Regions from separate parts of the Macaca mulatta genome. Here region 1 is linked to region 2. A link is a contact called in public Hi-C data. All regions are on one chromosome and are shown on one strand. Each heading gives the region's core, a stretch centred on a gene start, on an enhancer-like site or on the middle of the called end of the contact. The rest is flanking DNA. Distances are from core to core; before and after follow the strand shown. Region 1 holds the start of KLHL15 (kelch like family member 15). Region 2 holds the start of CXHXorf58 (chromosome X CXorf58 homolog).

Evidence for each region. Hi-C and Micro-C count contacts between places; a contact is called where the count stands out from the background.
Region 1: a Hi-C map of cortical neurons shows a contact between it and region 2, with 6 times the contacts expected there. The contact joins the promoter of KLHL15 here to the promoter of CXHXorf58 in region 2. A contact is called at or near these places in 2 of 14 Hi-C or Micro-C datasets (cortical neurons and fetal cortex germinal zone).

The regions. Positions count from the first base shown.
Region 1 is chrX:23,828,809-23,834,717 of T2T-MMU8v2.0, reverse strand. It overlaps KLHL15 (kelch like family member 15), which reads left to right and starts at 4,571. Exons shown (of 3, transcript NM_001257612.1): 1 at 4,571-4,667.
Region 2 is chrX:23,700,619-23,706,425 of T2T-MMU8v2.0, reverse strand. It overlaps CXHXorf58 (chromosome X CXorf58 homolog), which reads right to left and starts at 3,308. Exons shown (of 9, transcript XM_077988325.1): 1 at 2,757-3,308; 2 at 87-222. The coding sequence starts at 202. It overlaps APOO (apolipoprotein O), which reads left to right and starts at 3,147. Exons shown (of 9, transcript NM_001257632.1): 1 at 3,147-3,391. The coding sequence starts at 3,383.

The sequences.
Region 1 (5,909 bases), core at 3,322-5,821, 130 kb before region 2:
TCTGGGTTCAAGCACTTCTCCTGCTTCAGCCTCCTAAGTAGCTGGGATTACAGGCATGCGCCACCACGCCTGGCTAATTTCTTTGTATTTTTAGTAGAGATGGGGTTTCCCATGTTGGCCAGGCTGGTCTTGAACTCAAGTAATCCACCCACCTCAGCCTCTCAAAGTGCTGGGATTACAGACGTGAGCCACCGCACCCAGCCACATTTACCACATTCTAACAGGCCACATAATTTGCTTATTTATTTTGTTTATTGGCTGACACGTGTAATCCATACAAGGGCTAATTTTCATATGTTTTATTCACTGATGGATCCCCAGTGGGTAGAACAAGACTTGGCATGTACTAGGCACTCACAAATACTTATGGAATGAATAACTAAATAGTATAGTAGATTGCAAACCAACAGTTTATGGAATTAAGTAGGAACAAACATACAACGATGTGAAGATCATTTACTATGTTAATTAATATAATAACACGGTACAGTGGAAAGATCATGGGGTGACTGGGTGCGGTGGCTCACACCTGTAATCCCAGCAGTTTAGGAGGCCGAGGTGGATGGATTACTTGAGGTCAGGAGTTTGAGACCAGCCTGGCCAACATGGGAAAACCCATCTCCACTAAAGTGACAAAATTTAGCCGGGTGTGGTGGTGTGTGCCTGTAGTCCCAGCTACTTGGGAGGCTGAGGCAGGAGAATCACTTGAACCTGGGAGGCAGAGGTTGCAGTGAGCCGATCATGCCACTGCACTCCAGCCTGGGTGATAGAGGGAGACTCCGTGTCAAAATAAATAAATAAATAAATAAATAAATAAATAATAATAAAAAGTAAAAAGAAAAGCGATTACCAAGACAACTACCGCAGACTGGGAATTTCTGAAAAGCCTCAACTTTATTTATTTATTTATTTTGAGACAGCTTCTAGCTCCGTTGCCCAGGCTGGAGTGCAGTGGTGCAATCTCCACTCACCGTAACCTCTGCCTCCTGGGCTCAAACCATACTCCTACCTCAGCCTCCTGAGTAGCTGGGACCGCAGGTCCGCGCCACCACGCCAGCTAATTTTTGTATTTTTAATACAGATGGGGTTTCACTATGTTCGTCAGGCTGGTCTCCAATTCCTGACCTCTAATGACCCCCTGCTGCACCCTCCCTCCCCCCACCCCCCGCCCGCCTCGGCCTCCCAAAGTGCTGGAATTACAGGCGTGAGCCACCACGCCCGGCCTGAATTTCTTAAAAAACAAAAACAGGAGGGAGGAGGAGGGTATGCAGTATCCTAAATCCTCAGAACCCCTGGGGAGGAACCTTATTCCGACTCCACCAGCACTCCCAGGCCCGAGCCTCTAGCATACTTCCGACCTCGCTGGCTGCTAGATAGCTACTGAGGAATGTGTATTCTCAAATACTTAGGCTACAGGGCTAAGAAAAGACTGCTTCCATCTGCCTCAGTGGGACTCTACCAGTGTGAAAGGATACTCTCAAGGTATTTAACGACTCCCATTACAGTCCAGAAATTGGTGGGGAAAGTTAAAATATCTTTTCTTTTCTTTTTTTTTTGAGACGGAGTTTTTGCTCTGTTGCCCGAGCTGGAGTGCAGTGGCTCACGCTTGTAATCCCCGCACTTTGGGAGGCCAAGGCGGGCGGATCGTGAGGTCAGGGGTTTGAGACCAGCCTGGCCAACACAGTGAAACCCCGTCTCTACCAAAAATACAAAAATTAGCTGGGCGTGGTGGCGGACGCCTGTAATCCCAGCTACTGGGGAGGCTGAGGCAGGAGAATTGCTTGAACCCGGGAGGTGGAGGTTGCAGTGAGCCGAGATATGCCACTGCACCCCAGCCTGGGCAACAGAGTTAGACTCCATCTCAGAAACAAACAAAAACAAAAACAAACAAACAAACAAACAAAAAACAAGAAAAGTTAGCCGAGCATGGTGGGACGCGCCTGTGGTCCTAGCTATTCGGGAGGCTGAGGCGGATGGATCACTTGGGCCCGGGAGGTCAAGGCTGCAGTGAGCTGTGATCATGCTTCTGCCCTCCAGCCTGGCCGAGAGTCAGACCGTCTCAAAAAATAATAATAACAACATGAAAATAAGAAATAAGAGTGAAAGAGGCATCATTGGTTGAAGATAACTTTGGGGGGGTGTTATATAGTAAACGTATAGATTGACTGAAAGACACAGCAGTTTTAGAAACTACAATAAGTATCCAAAAAAGCACATTTGAAATTCCCCATATGAGACCTTGCAATGTCAAAATAAGGAGGGGTGGGGGGCACGGTGATCACACAATGGCTATGACATCACTCACTACATTTATACCTGGTACACAGAGCGCAGAAACGTTTCAGCTCTTGCTTGAATGAAGAACAGAAGCCTCTCTTTAGACAGGTCAGTGCCAGATAGTAATGTATAGCTTAAAATGTCTGTTAGTTAATGTACAAAAATCCAAATTCAGCGTTTAGATGTTCGGGAATACTGTATGAAAATTTAAATATTCAGAAGTGGAATGTATGCATTTTTAAAGTTTATGGTTTAATTTTTAAAATTTTGTTGTAATGTGATAAATTCTGGGGTAATTTGTCATATAGTCACAGATGCAAATACAGCAAGCAGGGATTTTAAAATAATGAACAGAAATATCTTAAAGGAGCTATTGGAAAAGATGGAAAGAAAGTGTGAACAACTTGGGAATTTCTGTGTCTTAGTTTTTTTTAAGCTTGTAAGTTTAAATCGGAATAAGGAAGCTTTTTTCCAAAAGATTGAGGTGATTCTGTTATCTCTCCCACGAAGTAGTCTACTTCAGCAAAACAGTACACCGTGTGCTATTTTGGCCTCGGGAAAGATAGAATGTTCGAGTTTGCTAGAAAGAGATAATGATCGCTTTTAGCGACACCTCTCACGGAAAGTTCATCGGGATATTGGTCTAGAGAGAAAATGGCGGCGGGGGGTGGGGGTGGGGGAAGCCGAAATACCTCACTTTAGGATCTGCTATGGGCAATGGATGCCCTAATTTAAGGTTAATTGTAGAATCACGGGCTTCCAACTGTGTATTTCCGTCATCTACACTTTTCCCACAAAGAGATGCCATAATAAATTTACAAACCAGTCCTATAGTCTAGTTTTATATTCTTAAGTCAAGAAAAGGTAATATTTAAAAAGTACTAGCTAGAATTCTACAGCTGATGTGTTAAAAATGAACAACAAAAATCACTGCCCTCTGAACGTTCTTATTTTGACGCAAGTGGAAACAGAACAGCTTTTTTAAATCCGGCATTATCTCCGGGTGGTGCAGACATGCAATTTTTTATGAATTTTCCCACCCCTGGGAAATCGATTTCTGAAACGTGTAATTGTTGTGCAGCAAGCCAAGTGGACAGTGACGCAATAATCCACTGCAAGTTGCCTTACAAAAATGATGTCATTTGGCGCAGATCTAGTCACTTTTATAACAGGTAGCTATGGAAAAGCTCCCTCCACGTTGTCCCCGATTCCCCCACCCCCACCGTGGCCAAGATGCAAAAAGACACTTTCCTGGCTTCCTAGCCCTCAACTTGTCGAGGGTGGGCGCACCTCAGTGGCTCGGGGCCCATCGCTCGTGCAGGCGGAGAGGGACCAAGGGGACGAGGACAGCTGAGTGTCCTCAGCCCCGACGGCGGCGCCGCGGGGGAAGCTGCGTCGGGCCCAGTCTGGGGCCGCGACGCCCGGTCGCCTGTTTTCCTCGGTGGGAAACCGCTGGCGTGGCGGGCCGGCAGCCGGGACGCGGGGCGCCGCGGGCGCGGGACAGCCTTCCCCGCCAGCCCCCCACCCCCGTTCCCACACCGGCTCCCGCTCCCGTGGCGCCGGAAGTGACGCGCTTTAGGCTGAAAGATGGCGGCATTGGCGCTCGACCAGGGGGAAGGTAAACACCCGCCAGGCCACAGGCTGGCCCCCTCGGGGCGCCAGCAGGGGCCGAGGGGGGGCCTCCCGGGCCAGCTCCCCGCCCCCAACGGCTTCCCACCCTCCGCCCTCTCTCCCAGCGTGGCGGGCTTCCGCGTCAAGACGACGGCGCACGGGGCCCCGTGCCGGCCAGCCCCGCCTCCCTGGGCGGGCCCCGGGCGGCTCCCGCGGCCCGCAGGGGGCGCGCGGCCCGGAGCGGCCCCCGGCTCGTGGCCCCGCACGCCCCGCCCCTTCCCCGCCCCTTTCCCGCCTTCCTCCACCCCCGGCGTGGGTGATCCCGAGGCTCGGCGCGCTTCGGGGCAGAAGCTCGGAGACGCCGTCCTCGACGCTACCTTCTCTGGTGCTTCTGTCTCTGCCTGCTGCCCCCCAGCCCTTTCCCCCGCCCGCGGCCCCAGTCGGCCCTCCCGCCGAGCCCCGCCGGGTGCTGCGAGGCCCCCGGCGTTGGCAAGGTCGGTCCGGGCCCCGACGCCGCGCCGCCTCGTGCGGAGCCCGACTGTCTGGTTTCGCGACTCAGCGCTGTCTTCTTTCCCAGGACTTATCCAGAGGGTGCTGCAGGCGAGCACGCTCGTGCCCCGCCGGAGCGACCCGGCTCGTGCCGGCAGCGGCCGCTCGTAGACGTCCGAGAAGCCTGCCGAGTGCCGTCCCGGCGCCCGACCGCCCACCCATTGGCCCGCCGGCCCGGTTCTTCCTGATGCAGACTGCCGTCCACTAGAGGCTGGACAGGACCCCCCGAGGTACGTAGCCGCCCCTGGCCGCCGGCCTGCGGAGCCCGGGCTTCGCCCGCGACCCCGAGCTAGGCACGAATTCGCCGGCCCTCTCTACACGGACCCGAGTCAAACATTGGGTAGACGCCGGGACCTCATTTGTCTTTGAGTTTACTTAAATTGTTTGAAATGTAATTTTTTTTTTTTCCCCAGAGAGAGCGAGAAAGAAAAAGGAAGAAGCATAATTCAGCCATTTTTTGCAGCACACAGCTGCAGGTACCATGATTATTTTTTCCCTAACCCGTTCCTTCCCTTTAACAATTCAATTTATGCCTGAAATAGAACTATGCGAAATGCGAGGCATAAAACTAGGAATCGGAAGGTCTGGGTTCGACTTGGGTGACTCTGAGAAAAAATCGCGTACCGAGCCTCGGTTTCTTATCTATGAAATATAGTCGGTAGTACCAACATCGCAGGGTTGAGAGGACTATATGAGGTCATATATGTGAAAATAATCCTTAACTGTAGAGTGTTGTAAGAATTCAAGGCCGTTTTTTAAAGTAACCTTTGCTAGAGTGGTTAATGTAGTGGCTAACTGTTGCTGCCTCTTTATTTCTATATTACAAATAAAAGCAAATAAGTACGGAATAATAGTAAAGCAGTGCTGTGAATCCATAGATCTATAATAGTCACGTTGCTTGGCCTTCCTCCTACGAAGTGCTAACTGCTTATTTAAATAACGGTATTCTTTAATTCAAATGTAACGTTACTGTAGGCGCTTTGCTTTTCCTCGTTCTAGGCCGCTTTAGGCCCCTTTTCTTACTCTGAATATTTAGTTAACACCTTACATTTGTTTAGTCTTTTCTGTTTTCCGAATTTGTTTGCCTTTGTTGATCTGATTAAGTGGTAATTTAGAAAATGCCTTGCAGACATACATACCCTAATTTTAATGCCTGTTTTTCATATCTAGGGAGCAGGATGCTCTAATACTTCTACTAATTTGAAAATTGGTTAAGAGCTTATCAATGCATTCATGTTTCAGTAATCCTTAATAGATCTAGAAATGTATAGAACATTTCAACTTTTTAGCACTTAATGTAATTATATAATTTGATTCTCATTTTTAATCATCACATGTAGTAGGTGCTTAGAGTCACAGTTTATCAGTGGTAGAGGATGTTAACTTGCACTCTTCATTGCTGATTAATTTGGGGAAAGAATAGGATAGTAAATATTTGTGGTTTGAAAATTGAATTTATTTTGCCAGAATTT
Region 2 (5,807 bases), core at 2,059-4,558:
AGAAGCATTTGAAATTATCTGGATAAGTACTGTTTGGAAACTGTACAGTTGTGGAAGATAACACAAGGCAAAATACGGGTACTTACGATAGTAATGATCTTGAATTTGGTGCATTTGCGAAACGTACTCTGCGAACTTTTCCTAAGGATTTTGTACCTGATTTCAGAATACCTTTACCTGGTACATTTGAGGAACGGTTCATTTTCCCTCCAATGAAGTAATCTGAAAGTACATAAATTAAGCCTTTGAGGTCATAATTTATACTATTACACTGTTTGGACAAGACTCAAGTGCCTTATGATTGTTGTACTAATTCTGAATCCTTTAAAAAAGAAGGCATTGGGGCCGGGCGCGGTGGCTCAAGCCTGTAATCCCAGCACTTTGGGAGGCCGAGACGGGCGGATCACGAGGTCGGGAGATCGAGACCATCCTGGCTAACACGGTGAAACCCCGTCTCTACTAAAAAAAATACAAAAAACTAGCCGGGCGAGGTGGCGGGCGCCTGTAGTCCCAGCTACTCGGGAGGCTGAGGCAGGAGAATGGCGTGAACCCGGGAGGCGGAGCTTGCAGTGAGCTGAGATCCGGCCACTGCACTCCAGCCTGGGCAACAGAGCGAGACTCCGTCTCAAAAAAAAAAAAGAAGGCATTGGGGATCTCTTAAAGTTGCTTACAGTTTACATTGTGTACTAAAAATATTATATGGTATATGGAAAAGACAAATAAATCTATCCACAGCCTTATAACTGGTCTGTCTCCAGTCTTTTTCTCCTCTTATTCATCTTCCACACTACACCCGGAGTTAACTTTTTAACTCAATAATTCAATCTCATCACTCCCCAGCTGTCTACCAACAAGCTCATTGAGGGCAGGAGGCATCTTGTTGACTATGGAGTCCTCAGTGCCTAGCACAGCGGAGAGTTTTTACATGTTTGTCTAAAAACGTTTTGTCCCAGTTTTATCATCAAATAGCAGTGAGACTTTGAGCAAGTCACTTAACCTCTCAGTGGTTCAGTTCCCTCCTTGGTAAAGTGAGAGGGTATACACTAAATTTCTGATTCCACCTCCAACTTTCTATTCTTTAAAGCATCCAATCTGGATGCAGTAATACTCCAATTTGGATGCAGCTCCCAAATTCTTAGTCACTGCTTGGTCTTTGTTACTAAACCAGGGGCTCGTTATCATTTCTTTTGGTGCCATGGACCCCCTAGGGACAGATCTCTTTAAAACGCATAACATGGCCGGGCGCGGTGGCTCACTCCTGTAATCCCAGCACTTTGGGAGGCCGAGACGGGCGGATCACGAGGTCAGGAGATCGAGACCACCCTGGCTAACACGGTGAAACCCCCGTCTGTACTAAAAATACAAAAACTAGCTGGGCGGGGTGGCGGGCGCCTGTAGTCTCAGCTACATGGGAGGCTGAGGCAGGAGAATGCCGTGAACCCGGGAGGCGGAGCTTGCAGTGAGTGGAGATCGTGCCACTGCACTCCAGCCTGGGCGACAGAGTGAGACTCCGTCTCAAAAAAACAAAAAACAAAACAAAAAAAACCGCATAACATACATAGGATTACAAAGTGTTCCAATTATACTGAAATCATTAAAATATTTTTTAAAACAAAATTATAGTAAATGTGTCTTAATGCATTAAATGAGCTCTAATGACTACTGTATTTTTGAAGCAGTAATGAGCGTAAATATTTCAAGATCTCTGACACGACTGCAAGGTAACATGAAAATATCTGTGCTTTCTATTGATGACAAAGTCATCAATGCTAATACTACTGTGGCTTGTTGTCTACACTATAATTGAAAGAAACAAAGTTCAGTTAGAGGTTAGTGAAAATGAAGTTGTCATTTTTTCCCCCATACAAGTTCGCACACCCCATGAATTAAGACCTTCTGCCCTAATTTATCAATATGTTTCACACTTTTACGTATGTGTGATGTTACACTGCTGATGCAGAGAGCCTTCTGAGTCTATTCAATATTTCTCCTTGGGGATGCCTTGGAATATACAATCCTCTTAAGAAAGAGAAAAGCAGCCCTTAACATCTGGGAGTTGGCTGGCAGTCACAGCTGGGCCTTGGTGTTACCACTGCTTCCTAACAACACCCGATCCAGAGCAAAGCTCCTGCTTCCTTGAACGTACCCCAAAATCACCGAACCAAAGCCCAAATCCTATAATAAATCTAACTCTTTTACTGAAATATGCCACTGTGTTCCTACATGTGCGTTCTCCTTGGAGCAATGAGAAACCCATTTTCTTCAACTACAGGTGTGCCCCTAGTGGTCTTTGGCTGGAGGGCAGTGGCACATCACTGCACAAATTCCAAATTTTTCCAGATGCCCGCCCGGATAGGGCTTACACTTTTTATAGGATTAGGGCAGAAATACAGAATGAAATAGGAAATACATCCTCATTATGAGACAGTGAAACAATTGTTTTGGCTAGAACACAGGTTTCAAAGGCAGACTAATGGGTTTGGATCCTAGCTTCCCACTTTCTGTGTGGTCTCGTACAAATTACTTCTATGTGCCTCAGTTTCTTCATGTATGTATTGGGAATAATAACCATGCCCACCTACTTCCGTCGTTGGAAAGATTAGATAAATGTGAATAAAGAACTTAGATCATGACTGCGCATATCAAAGTGCTGTATCAGTGCTTGTTACTCTTGTTAATAAGATAATTATTGCCATTATCATTTACTTCTACAAGTATTAAGGGACAAACATTTGATTCCCAGAGAGGAGGCTTACCGCTTGTTTCTTAAAGGGAAAAAATAAGGTCAGAGCCTTTTCCGATTAAAGGACACAGCATATTAGTTTAAATTTAAAACCTGAGAAACCTCCAGTCCACGGTTAAAACCTTTCGTAAGATAAATCCAGGCCGCCAACCGGCGGCTTCCGGCTGCGAGGCTTTCGAAGTCGCCCGAGACCCTCCAAGCGCCCCCTCCCGGCAGCCTCTGCTCACAGAAATCCCAGTCCACGCCGCTGGGCGCCCGGTCGCCGCGGCAAAGACAGTTTCCCAGCGCCGCGCGACGCCAGGCACCTCCCTCCTCGCGCCTCCGCGTACCACCCACACAGAGCCGGCGCTTTCTTGCCGCCTAGCAACCGCCGACGCAGGGGCGGAGCCTCTTGGAGGGCGGGGTTTGCGTTCATCCGCCGCCCGGGCGCGACGCGCTGCAGCTCAGCGACGCGGCTTCTAGAACGGGGTGATTGAACTAAGCCTTCGCCGCACCGAGTTTGCAGTACGGCCGTTACCCGCACCGCGGCCCGCTTGCGGTTGGAGAAATCAAGGCCCTACCGGGCCTCCGTAGTCACCTCTCTGTAGTGGGCGTGGCCGAGGCCGGGGTGACCCTGCCGGAGCCACCGCTGCTAGCGACATGTTCAAGGTGAGAGCGTGGAGCCGGGTCACAGCTGTCACCGCCCCCTCCCGGCTGCCCGAGCCCTCCCCGCGCTCTCTTGGGGCCTCTCCGCAGGCCAGGCCCGAGGCTTTTCCCGCCACTGGGCCGGCTGCGTCCCGGCCCCGCGGTTCATTCACTGGTCTACTGTGGATGAGCGGCTGCCGGGCGGAGGCGAGAGACCCCCGGGTGGGTGGGGGGCGGCCCTTTGGGTTGTGCTTTCGTGAATTAAACACTTTGAAAATGTAAAGTGCCTTCCCCCAAAGTACCCATCCCTTCGGCTGGTGCCCTCTTGGGATCGTGGGTAGGGGGAGGCCAGCTCAGGGCACTGCGGGGTTCGCGGCTTTAGTTGCCTGGCAGGGTCAGGTTTCAGAACCTGATGTGTGGATGGGGGAGGGTCATTTTAGGAGAAGCTGTGCAGGGTATGGGGGAGGCTGGGGTGGGATGGCTGGGTGACGACGAAAGCTGGAGCTTTGCTCCACTCCCCAGGGAACATTATTTAATACGGACCAGTGGACCCCCTTCCCTGCGTTTTGTGAACTCGTGTCCTTTGGGAAAAAAATAGACTTTTACAATGAAGACTTAATTTCGAAAATCTGCACTGTAGTATAAAGCCATTATTCTACTTTTTAAAAAGTAAATTATATGTATTTTGTCATAAAAAATCACAGGCTACCAGAAATTAATCTACAAAATTGAGTCTTCAAGAAGCATAGTACCCATAAAATAGTGCTAATGAAATCTCAGAATTGTAGTATTCATTTAAAAGTTTTGTTGAGCTCTGCAATGTGCTTTGGGTACGTTAATAAAGGCTGTAAAATCAGAACATGCATTCTGCCTTCTAGTCCTGGCATTGCCACTTTCTAGCTGTGTGACCTTGGGCAAGTCACTTACCTTCTCTGTGCCTATCTTCTTTTTTGGTGAAATTGGTGTAAAAACATCTACCTCATAGGGTTGTTATAAGGAGTAAGTAAGTTGGTATGTGTAAAGCACTTGGAAAAGGCCTAGTATTTGCTCTTACTCTGTTTTCAGGCAGCTCACAGTTTAGTCAGGAAGACAGATCCTATAATCAACATTCATTTGATAAATTTGTGTATTAAACACCTGTTATGTGCTAGGAGCTCAGCTCCATTTCAGGGTTACGACAAGGAAAGATATGCTGTGGCCAGTTTAACTATATGTGTACCAACACTGTAGTAAGGTAGTGAAAAGGAGAGCAGGATCCACTTGGCTTAACCAGGGGTTCCTAACCTGGGGCCCTCAGCTCCTCAAAGGACCTGCACATAAATTTCAGGGGGTCCCTGAACTCTGATGGTGAAAAAATATAACTATTTTTAGCAATCTCCAATTGGAATTGAGCACTTCCTTTAGTTATGGGTAATGTTTCAATTATCTATTGTTGGGTAACAAATCACTGCAAACCAGTGCCTTAAAACAAGAATTGTTTCTCAAAATCTATGGGTTGGCTGGGTAGTTCTGCTGGTGGCTTGACTGAAAGTTGGCCTCACTCGCATGTCTGGGGGCTTGGTGCCCCTCCGTGTGCCTAGCTTGGACTTCCTCACTTGGTTACTGACTTCCAAGAGGGCAAGTCCCAAGGCACAAACACAGCATCATGTTTGCTGATGTCAAAACAAGTCACGCAGCCAAGTCCAGAGTTGATACAGTGGGGAACTACACAAGGTCATAGACATGAGTTGGTGCACTTCACTGGGGCCATTCATTTTACAAGCTCCTACCTTAACAAACCACAGTAGTATTAGCAGTACCTGTTACCAGTGGAAGTCACAGTATCAGCACAAGTCACAGACATTTTCATATCACATTACAGTTGTTGCAGATCTCAAAATATCATTTATGCTCATTACTACTTCAGAACTATGATAGTTAATAAGACTCACTGCTAGATCTTTTTGTTTAGTGGGCTAGTAAAGAAGCACATACTGTTTATATCAGATATTTGTGTTTAAAAAATAAGATTATTTCAATATAGTTGGCACTTTTTTGTATGCAATTAGAGGCATCATTTTGAGAAGGGGTCTATAGGTCTCACCGACGGCCAAAGAGGTCCATGGCACAACAAAAGGTAAAGAACCCCTGGGGACTTCAGAGAAGGCTTCACAGACGGGACACTTAAATTTAGTTTTGAGACAGGTAGGAGTTCTTCAGGTAAATGAGCGGGGGAACATCAGTGGTATTCCATTGGGGGAAGTGCTGGAAACTCAGTTTTGATGTGTCAAGGGAAAGATACAGTGAGCTGAGATGATTATTATTGTTATCATTATTTTTTTCAGACAGAGTCTGGCCCTGTTGCCCGGGCTGGAGTGCAGTGGTGCGATCTCGGCTCACTGCAACCTCCGCCTCCCGGGTTCAAGTGATTCTCCTGTCTCAGCCTCCCCAGTAGCTAGGA